2 separate regions of the Hordeum vulgare genome follow, and region 1 is linked to region 2. The links are chromatin contacts, called in public Hi-C maps. All regions are on one chromosome and are shown on one strand. Each heading gives the region's core, a stretch centred on a gene start, on an enhancer-like site or on the middle of the called end of the contact. The rest is flanking DNA. Distances are from core to core; before and after follow the strand shown. Region 1 holds the start of LOC123411877 (auxin-induced in root cultures protein 12-like). Region 2 holds the start of LOC123410505 (cytochrome b561 and DOMON domain-containing protein At4g12980-like).

Region 1 (3,583 bases), core at 809-3,308, 410 kb before region 2:
TTTCGCTCTGAACAAAAGTCCATGTTCTTTTCCATCTTTTGTTTGTAGACAGGGTGGAACACCACCCACGTTCTATAATGTATGGATGGCTAGTATTTCTTTTGTAGTAGAAAAAAATGATGATCTAGATGACCCAGCTGTCCAGCTACAGAGCGACCAGTAGGTCAAAACTTCAAATGACATGAGTTGTTTAGTACATTTTTTTGGTGAAGACTGACCCAAGTAGTCGGGCTTGTGTCGGTAAAATAAATAAAAACCAAGTTGGAGAAGGATGGTGAGCGCGTTTACTCGTTGGCAGGAGAGCGTGAAGAAAATATCAACCCGGGGTCTCGGGCTGGACTGACGGACGGGCTCAGGAGCATTAACAAACTGGCATGCGCACATGAAGAGCCAGAAATCCATGTTGATGACCTGCCAATGTGGGACAGGATTGCCTGCATGCTCAGTGCTTATCATTAAAAAATCAAATCTGTAATGAAAATGATGCCCTACAAAAAAAATAAAAGGTAAAAGGCCTCCTTAATTCCAAGAATCTTTAAAAATAATTATGGAGTATTTAAATCCTTATGAATTTTAGTTTTAGGTGTGTCGTTTGATTAGTGGAATTGCAAACCATAGAGACTTTTACTTATAATTCATTTGTACTTCATTCTTCATTTCCCATCAAGCCCACCAAGTAATGTGTTTTTATTTGCGCAATCAAGTGTACATGACACTCTAATCCGTGGATTTTGCATTCCTATGTTTCAAAATCTTGCTTCTCACTCGGTGCCCGGGCTTTAAATAAATCGAATCAGCGTGTATCACTAGGCCAGATCGGGCAACTCCACCGCACAGAATGCAAGAGATACTCCTGCTGCACTACCAAACACTTGCTCCTTTGATGCTAAAAATTATATCAGTCATATGATAAACTCAGTGACATGTCCACTACAATACTAATCACTTACAGCTAGTACTACTTTCTACCTACAAACAACAGCTCGATAATAATCAGTACAAGAACCAGCTTTTATTTCAATCGAAAATAGGAAAAAGAATAGGCAGCAAAAGCAAGATCGATCGACAAAATTGGAACATTATATTGTTCAGGAAATGCTTCCTCCCCATGCCCACTGCCACCTCCGCTAATTATAGTACTCATTCATGCCATCATACTACCGCGAGGAGGCCCATCAACGCGAGCACAAGGAGTGCCGGCGCCGACACGCCGGCCGCGGCCGCGGCCGACGGGGACTTGCCGGCAGAAGGCGCCGTGGTCGCCGCCGCGCCGGCGTCGCTTCCGGACGGGCCACCGGCCATGGGGGCGGGCGACGGCGAAGGCGAGGTCGCGGAAGCCGCTTTGCCCGAGAGGACGAGCTTGGACTTGGAGGCGAGGTTGCCGGGGGCGAAAGCGTGCTTGTCGGGGGCCCCGGCGGTGACGGAGGTGCCGACCTGCCATATATGGTTGACGGCCTTCATGCCGCTGTGCAGCTGCAGCTTGCCGTAGAGCCGGATCTTGCCGGCGCTGCCGGAGTCGGCGGCGAGGTCGGTGGCCGGGAACGCGATGGGCGTGGAGGCCTTGCCGAGCGGCACGTAGCCGGTGATGTTGTACGTCCTGACGGTGGGCGCGGCGGCGCCGGAGCCCTTGAGCGCCACGAGCGCCTGCGCGCCGGCCATGCCCTCGCCCGTGGGGTTGAGCGCCCAGGCCACCCACCCGTTGGCCCCCGCCGGCGCGGCCACGAACGCCAGCGAGAGGGACGACTTGGACTCGTCGTAGGTCCAGTGCAGCGCGGCCCCCAGCTGCGGGAGGTCCTCGCACTTGGCGTACGTCTTCCCCGCCGGGAACTTCTCGGCCGCGCACGCGCCGGCGCCGGCCGCGGACGCCGCGCGCGTGGACGCCACGAGGAGCAGGAGCAACAGCAGCGCGATGTGGCGCGGCATCGTGGAGGCCATATGCCGCCGCTAGATTCGGAGCGTCAGTGGTGAGTGAGGACTTGTGCTGGTTTGTGTGTGTGTGTTTGTTGTTCTCGGAGTGTCAGTGCAGTGCGGGGTGAGGACGCGGGGACGGTGGGGTTTTATAACAGGGGAGGTGGGGCTATGTGTAATATTTGAAGGTTTTGGGTCGGTTTGTGGTTAAATTTGTGTTTTCTTTCTCATTGCAAAGTCTGGATTTGGTTTGGTGTGAAGGCTAATGAAGCCTTTCTAGGTCAGTGTATAGACATGTTGGCGATAAAAAAAATGGGTTGTAATGACTCCTGTAAATTTGGTGTGCGTGTGCTGGCCACAGGTGTCCTCGGTTCAGACATAAATCCATCAAAGACGGTGGGTGTATGCAGATGGATTCTTCGGCACACACTATTTTTTTTTTAACACAGTACACATGCAATCCCTCGTATAAAACACGCATACACTCACTTTAATGAATATACATATGTACACATTCATATAAACACGCCTGAGCTAGCATATTATTTCGAGATTTAGAAACACGAAAACGTCTTCTTTCATTGAAAAAGTATCGCTGAAAATCCTGAAATAAATCTGGCATATCATCTCATCTCACTGAAAAAGTATCAGCAAAAATCCTGAAATAAATCTGGCATATCATCTCGAGATTTACAAGCATGAAAACGTCTCCTTTCACTAGAAAAATATCGCTGAAAATTCTGAAATAAATCTGACATATCATGTCGTCCCATTGAAAAGTATCGTCGAAAATCTTGAAATAAATCTGACATATCATCTCGAGATTTACGAGCATGGAAACATCTCCTCCTACTAAAAAGTATCGCCGAAAATTCTAAAATAAATCCATAAATAATGCAAACAACGGTACTTGAATCCTAATAGACTAAAGATAACACAGTCCCTCTAACCATTCATCCACATGTTGATTTCATTAGAGGACTTGATACGAATGTACATAGACATATTTTAAAACGTAGTGTAGTCCACTGGTACAATCTCTAAAAAGACCTATATTTAGGAACGGAGGAAGTATTAATATAAGAAATGACAAACTTTTTCGTCATAAGGATATTTCATGTGTACTTCCTCCGCTTCTAAATATAAATCTTTTAGAGGTTTTACTAATGGACTACATATATATGTATATAGACATACTTTAAAGTGTAGATTCATCTATTTTGTTTCGTACGTAGACTTTTAGTAAAATCTTTTAAAAGACTTATATTTAGAAACGGAGAGAGTATATGTTAAAAAAAAAACTCGCACCGAATTGGCGCGAATGGGGGGAGGGGCAACTGAAGCTAGACAAGACGATGCGTCGGTGGCTGGGTGCAGAAGGTGCCATAAGGACGCGGCCACGATATTATTGCCCGTTGTGCCAAACGAGGACGGAGGCAACGCAGAAGAGGCGCGGTCGACGGCACGCCGGGCTCCAAGCAACGAAACCATGCACGTGACAGTGCTCCGAGCCGGGCCAGTCACATCACTAGTACACCGCATCACCTAAAAGAAAGAAGATAACCAACCAATGGCCACTGATGGTATCTCCTTGTGGGAGCTGACCCAACTATCCAAGAAACGCAGACATTTCATTGCAAGTTCGCATTGCATGTGGGCTGATTTTCCTCTTTCA
Region 2 (3,845 bases), core at 822-3,321:
GAAGCAACTCAAGAATGATTCTTTGCAATTTGTTGGTTATTTTTTTGTCATGATCTTGATGGTGTAGTTTGCTAGTGAAATAGGTTTGAAATCTCTCGACACATGAAATCGTTCTTTTGGGAGTGAGAGTAATGTAGTGGCGGATCTAGTCCAATCTCTTAGGGTGGGCCAACAGGGAGTTTGTCTCGATTTTTTCCTACTTATTTATTCTTCTTCACAGTTAATATAGGTTGTGCTAAAATCTCAGGCGTGGGGATTTATGCGCTGGGAGATGATTTACTACGCCTAGAATGTCCTCATTGGTGACACGGGTCTCGAGAAGCCCTAACCCATCAAATTTGTGAAGTCCGCTAAGGTTGGTTGTAATCGATAATATCATATACTAGTATCATGCATATGATACTAGTCTATATGATACCACATCCGTAATGCATAGTACTATATGTTGGAATCATAAGGTAGAATATTTATTGTCATGCAAGACACATAGTAACACATCAGTTAATATGATACAGTATCATGATATGATACGTAACCCTCTCTTTCTTCACTAGCAAAAGGGCTCATGCGTTGCAACGGGAGAAAGAAATACCACACGGCACACGCTCTTAATTTATAAAAAATGTCTATAATTTGAGAATTTATAGTTACGATACAAATAAAGATGGTCTTATCCTACAAAAATGTAGTTCAAAATTTCACAGGTCTTCTATTTTAACACGGCTTGCATGTAGATTTAATACGTACAAAGAATCAGTCAAGTGACCTTCAGTTTCATCTCTAATCCTGATTTTGTTGACGTGCTCATCCCCAACCCGGATGAGTACCGGTATGAAAGAAAGACGAATAATGACTTATTTATTAAGATTGCATCCTAGATAGTATTTTTATTAAACGTTTAACAGATAAAATAATATCATATTTAAATTCTACATATTTTTCTAATCAAATTCCATGTATAATATGTTAAATTGGAGTTACGGTTTAAAAGATATGAGTATTTAAAAAAATATTTAATATATACTACGAGTTTAATGTCATAAACAGTAAGGGCTTTTTTGTAAAATCACCTCGGTGGGTTTTCCGACGAAAGCGATAGCCTCTTTATTATTAGGTAAAGATTTAATTCTATGTCACCTCATCGAAATTGTCTAGTTGACATGTATAAGACTATTACATATACTCTCATTACGGACAACCTAGAAGAAGATTCAAATTCGTGACGGAGGGATTTCATGTCAAAGAAGATTATAGTATATTAACAAGCATTCAATCTCTCTTTAAAAGCTCTTTCGATAATAGCTGCCTTATGATGATACTTTAATGATCTAAATAATTTATATTTATTTACGGAGGGAGTACATGATACATTATCATGATATGATACAATATCACGATATGATACTCAACCATTTTTTTTAATTTAATTCTATGTCACCTTATTAAAATTGATTAGTTGACATGTATAATACTACGTATGATACTCTCATTACAGGCAGCCTTGAAGAAGATTCAAATTCGTCAAGGAGGGATTTCATGTCAAAGAAGATTATATTATATTAAGAAGCATTCAATCTCTCTTTAAAAGCTCTTTCGAATAGCTGCCTTATCATGATACTTTAATGATCTAAATTTTACGGATGGAGTACATGATAATTGACTTCCTATTCAACTTCATCGTCATCTTGAGAAAGGTTGAACTTCCATATCGACAATTGTGTTTGTGCTTAGTTAGCGGATCCCGTAGACTAAACTGAGCACTCTGGCAGCACTGAATCTACATGGTCATGCAGAAGTTTGTCATCACGTCAAATGTAGGCAGGTACGTACGCACCATATCCATGAACCGTACGCTACGGCTCAGTAGTAAACTCGGCAAGTCGCCGCGCAGAAACGGCAAGGAACGGACGTAAAAACGGAACGTGTTTAGCCTTTCCTAAAAGCCTCAGACCGCGTCAACCCCCGCCCAATCACACGCGCCCACGTTTCCGCCTTCCCTTCCCAAAGTCCACACCACCCTCACCGCCTCCTCCTTTATTAACCGCGCCATCTCCCTCCCCTGCTTCCCACACGCCCCGGCTCTGCTTCCTTCCGACTCTGAGCCCGAAAGAAAGCTCTCCTCTTTCCCCACCCACCGGTCTCCTCCCACCTGAACCCCCATTAACTCCTCGGCCCCGGAGAAGAGATCCCCCGTCCATCCATCCGCCATGTCCGTCACGCGGGTTCTCGCCCTGCTGGCGGCGGCGGCGCTGCTGGCCGCGGCGCCGGCGAGCGTGGGCGCGGCGGGGGCGTGCACGGCGGAGAGGTTCTCCAAGAACCGCGTGTACGCGGCCTGCACCGACCTGCCTACCCTGGGCGCGTCCGTGCACTGGACCTACGACCCGGCGGCGTCCTCCCTCTCCGTGGCCTTCGTCGCCGCGCCGCCCTCGGCCGGCGGCTGGGTCGCCTGGGGGCTCAACCCCACCGGCGACGGCATGAGCGGCACCCAGGCGCTCGTCGCCGCACCCAAGGGCGGCGCGTACGGCGTGGAGACGTACGCCATCCAGGGAACGTCCCTCGGATCGCCGGGGAGCATCGCCTACAAGACGACCGACCTCGCCGCCGAGGTCGGCGCTGACGGCCGCGTCCAGATGTTCGGGAAGCTCGCGCTCCAGAACGGCACCGGGGAGGTGAACCAGGTTTGGCAGGTCGGGCAGGTGTCCGGCGGGAGCATCGGCATACACGCAATGGCCGCTGCCAACATGGGCGCCAAGGGGAAGCTCAACCTCATCACGGGGGCGACCACCGCCGTCAGCGGAGGCAGCATCCTCAGGAAGAAAAATGTGAGCGCTCTACCCAGAATTTATTGATTTGATTCGACATTTATGCCTCTATCCTCGAGCTTTTATATACTTCCGATTCAGTTTGGCAATCGTAACGCAAACTAAAATTGTACGAAAAGATACATTCTCTACAGAAACAACTTGAGTAGGATCAAAATTATGGGGAGTAAAACTCTGAAGCTCCCAATTTCTGGCAATATTATAGGGACAATTTTCACCTTTTAACCGAAGCTCTAATTTTTTTTGAATTCAACTTTTCTACGAGTGAATAAGTGTAGCTGTCCAAGCGTTACTGCAATGAGTAAACAGGAGTAAACCACATGAATCAGTTTTGCTCTATGCATGTGTAGTGCAACAACATGGAAATACCATCAATTCTGTATGCTTCTAACGGACACCTCATAAGAAAACTATGCCTGTTGCCATGTGAAATCTCACATGCAGATGCCTAATTAACTAGTGTTCTTGTTGGCATGAGTTGACTTTGATCTGAAAATACATCAGCTCCTGGTACGTTGACTCTGTGTGTCACATGCCACATGGTTTCTTCTGTTCAATGCACTTTGAAAGTTTATACACTGGGGCTGAATTTTTCTTGCCTAGCTAGATTTCTTCCTGCCTTGGTGGACTTTTACGCCTTGATCAGTCTAATTGTTGATAGCTACATCTGCATGTTCATTCATGGCATTGACATAGAAGTTGTCTCTGCTAGCCTTAGCCCTTTTTATGCCTGTGTTGTGATAAAGAAATCAGTAATTCTTAAGGGGGGGAATAAATCCAATAGTCCCTGTTGATACATATGCACATATAAAATCATACAAAAGTTGTTGTGATGAGTAGTGATTTTATCAAAACATTGTCAATTCTTACCCCTGTTTTTTGTTCTTCAGACCCATGGAATTCTGAATGCTGTGAGTTGGGGGATTCTACTGCCAATGGGAGGCATAGTTGCTAGATATCTCAAGACATTCAAATCAGCCGACCCTGCTTGGTTCTACCTTCACGTTGCTTGCCAGCTGATAG

What was found. A called contact is a pair of places that touch in the nucleus more often than the background predicts.
Region 1: a Hi-C map of leaf shows a contact between it and region 2, with 2.8 times the contacts expected there. The contact joins the promoter of LOC123411877 here to the promoter of LOC123410505 in region 2. A contact is called at or near these places in 2 of 6 Hi-C or Micro-C datasets (leaf and seedling) and 1 of 1 datasets of contacts at active chromatin or transcription factors (embryo).

The regions. Positions count from the first base shown.
Region 1 is chr7H:193,000,432-193,004,014 of MorexV3_pseudomolecules_assembly, reverse strand. LOC123411877 (auxin-induced in root cultures protein 12-like) reads right to left here and starts at 2,058. Exons shown (of 1, transcript XM_045104834.1): 1 at 880-2,058. The coding sequence starts at 1,935. The coding sequence ends at 1,153.
Region 2 is chr7H:192,593,580-192,597,424 of MorexV3_pseudomolecules_assembly, reverse strand. LOC123410505 (cytochrome b561 and DOMON domain-containing protein At4g12980-like) reads left to right here and starts at 2,071. Exons shown (of 3, transcript XM_045103450.1): 1 at 2,071-2,822; 2 at 3,713-3,845. The coding sequence starts at 2,208.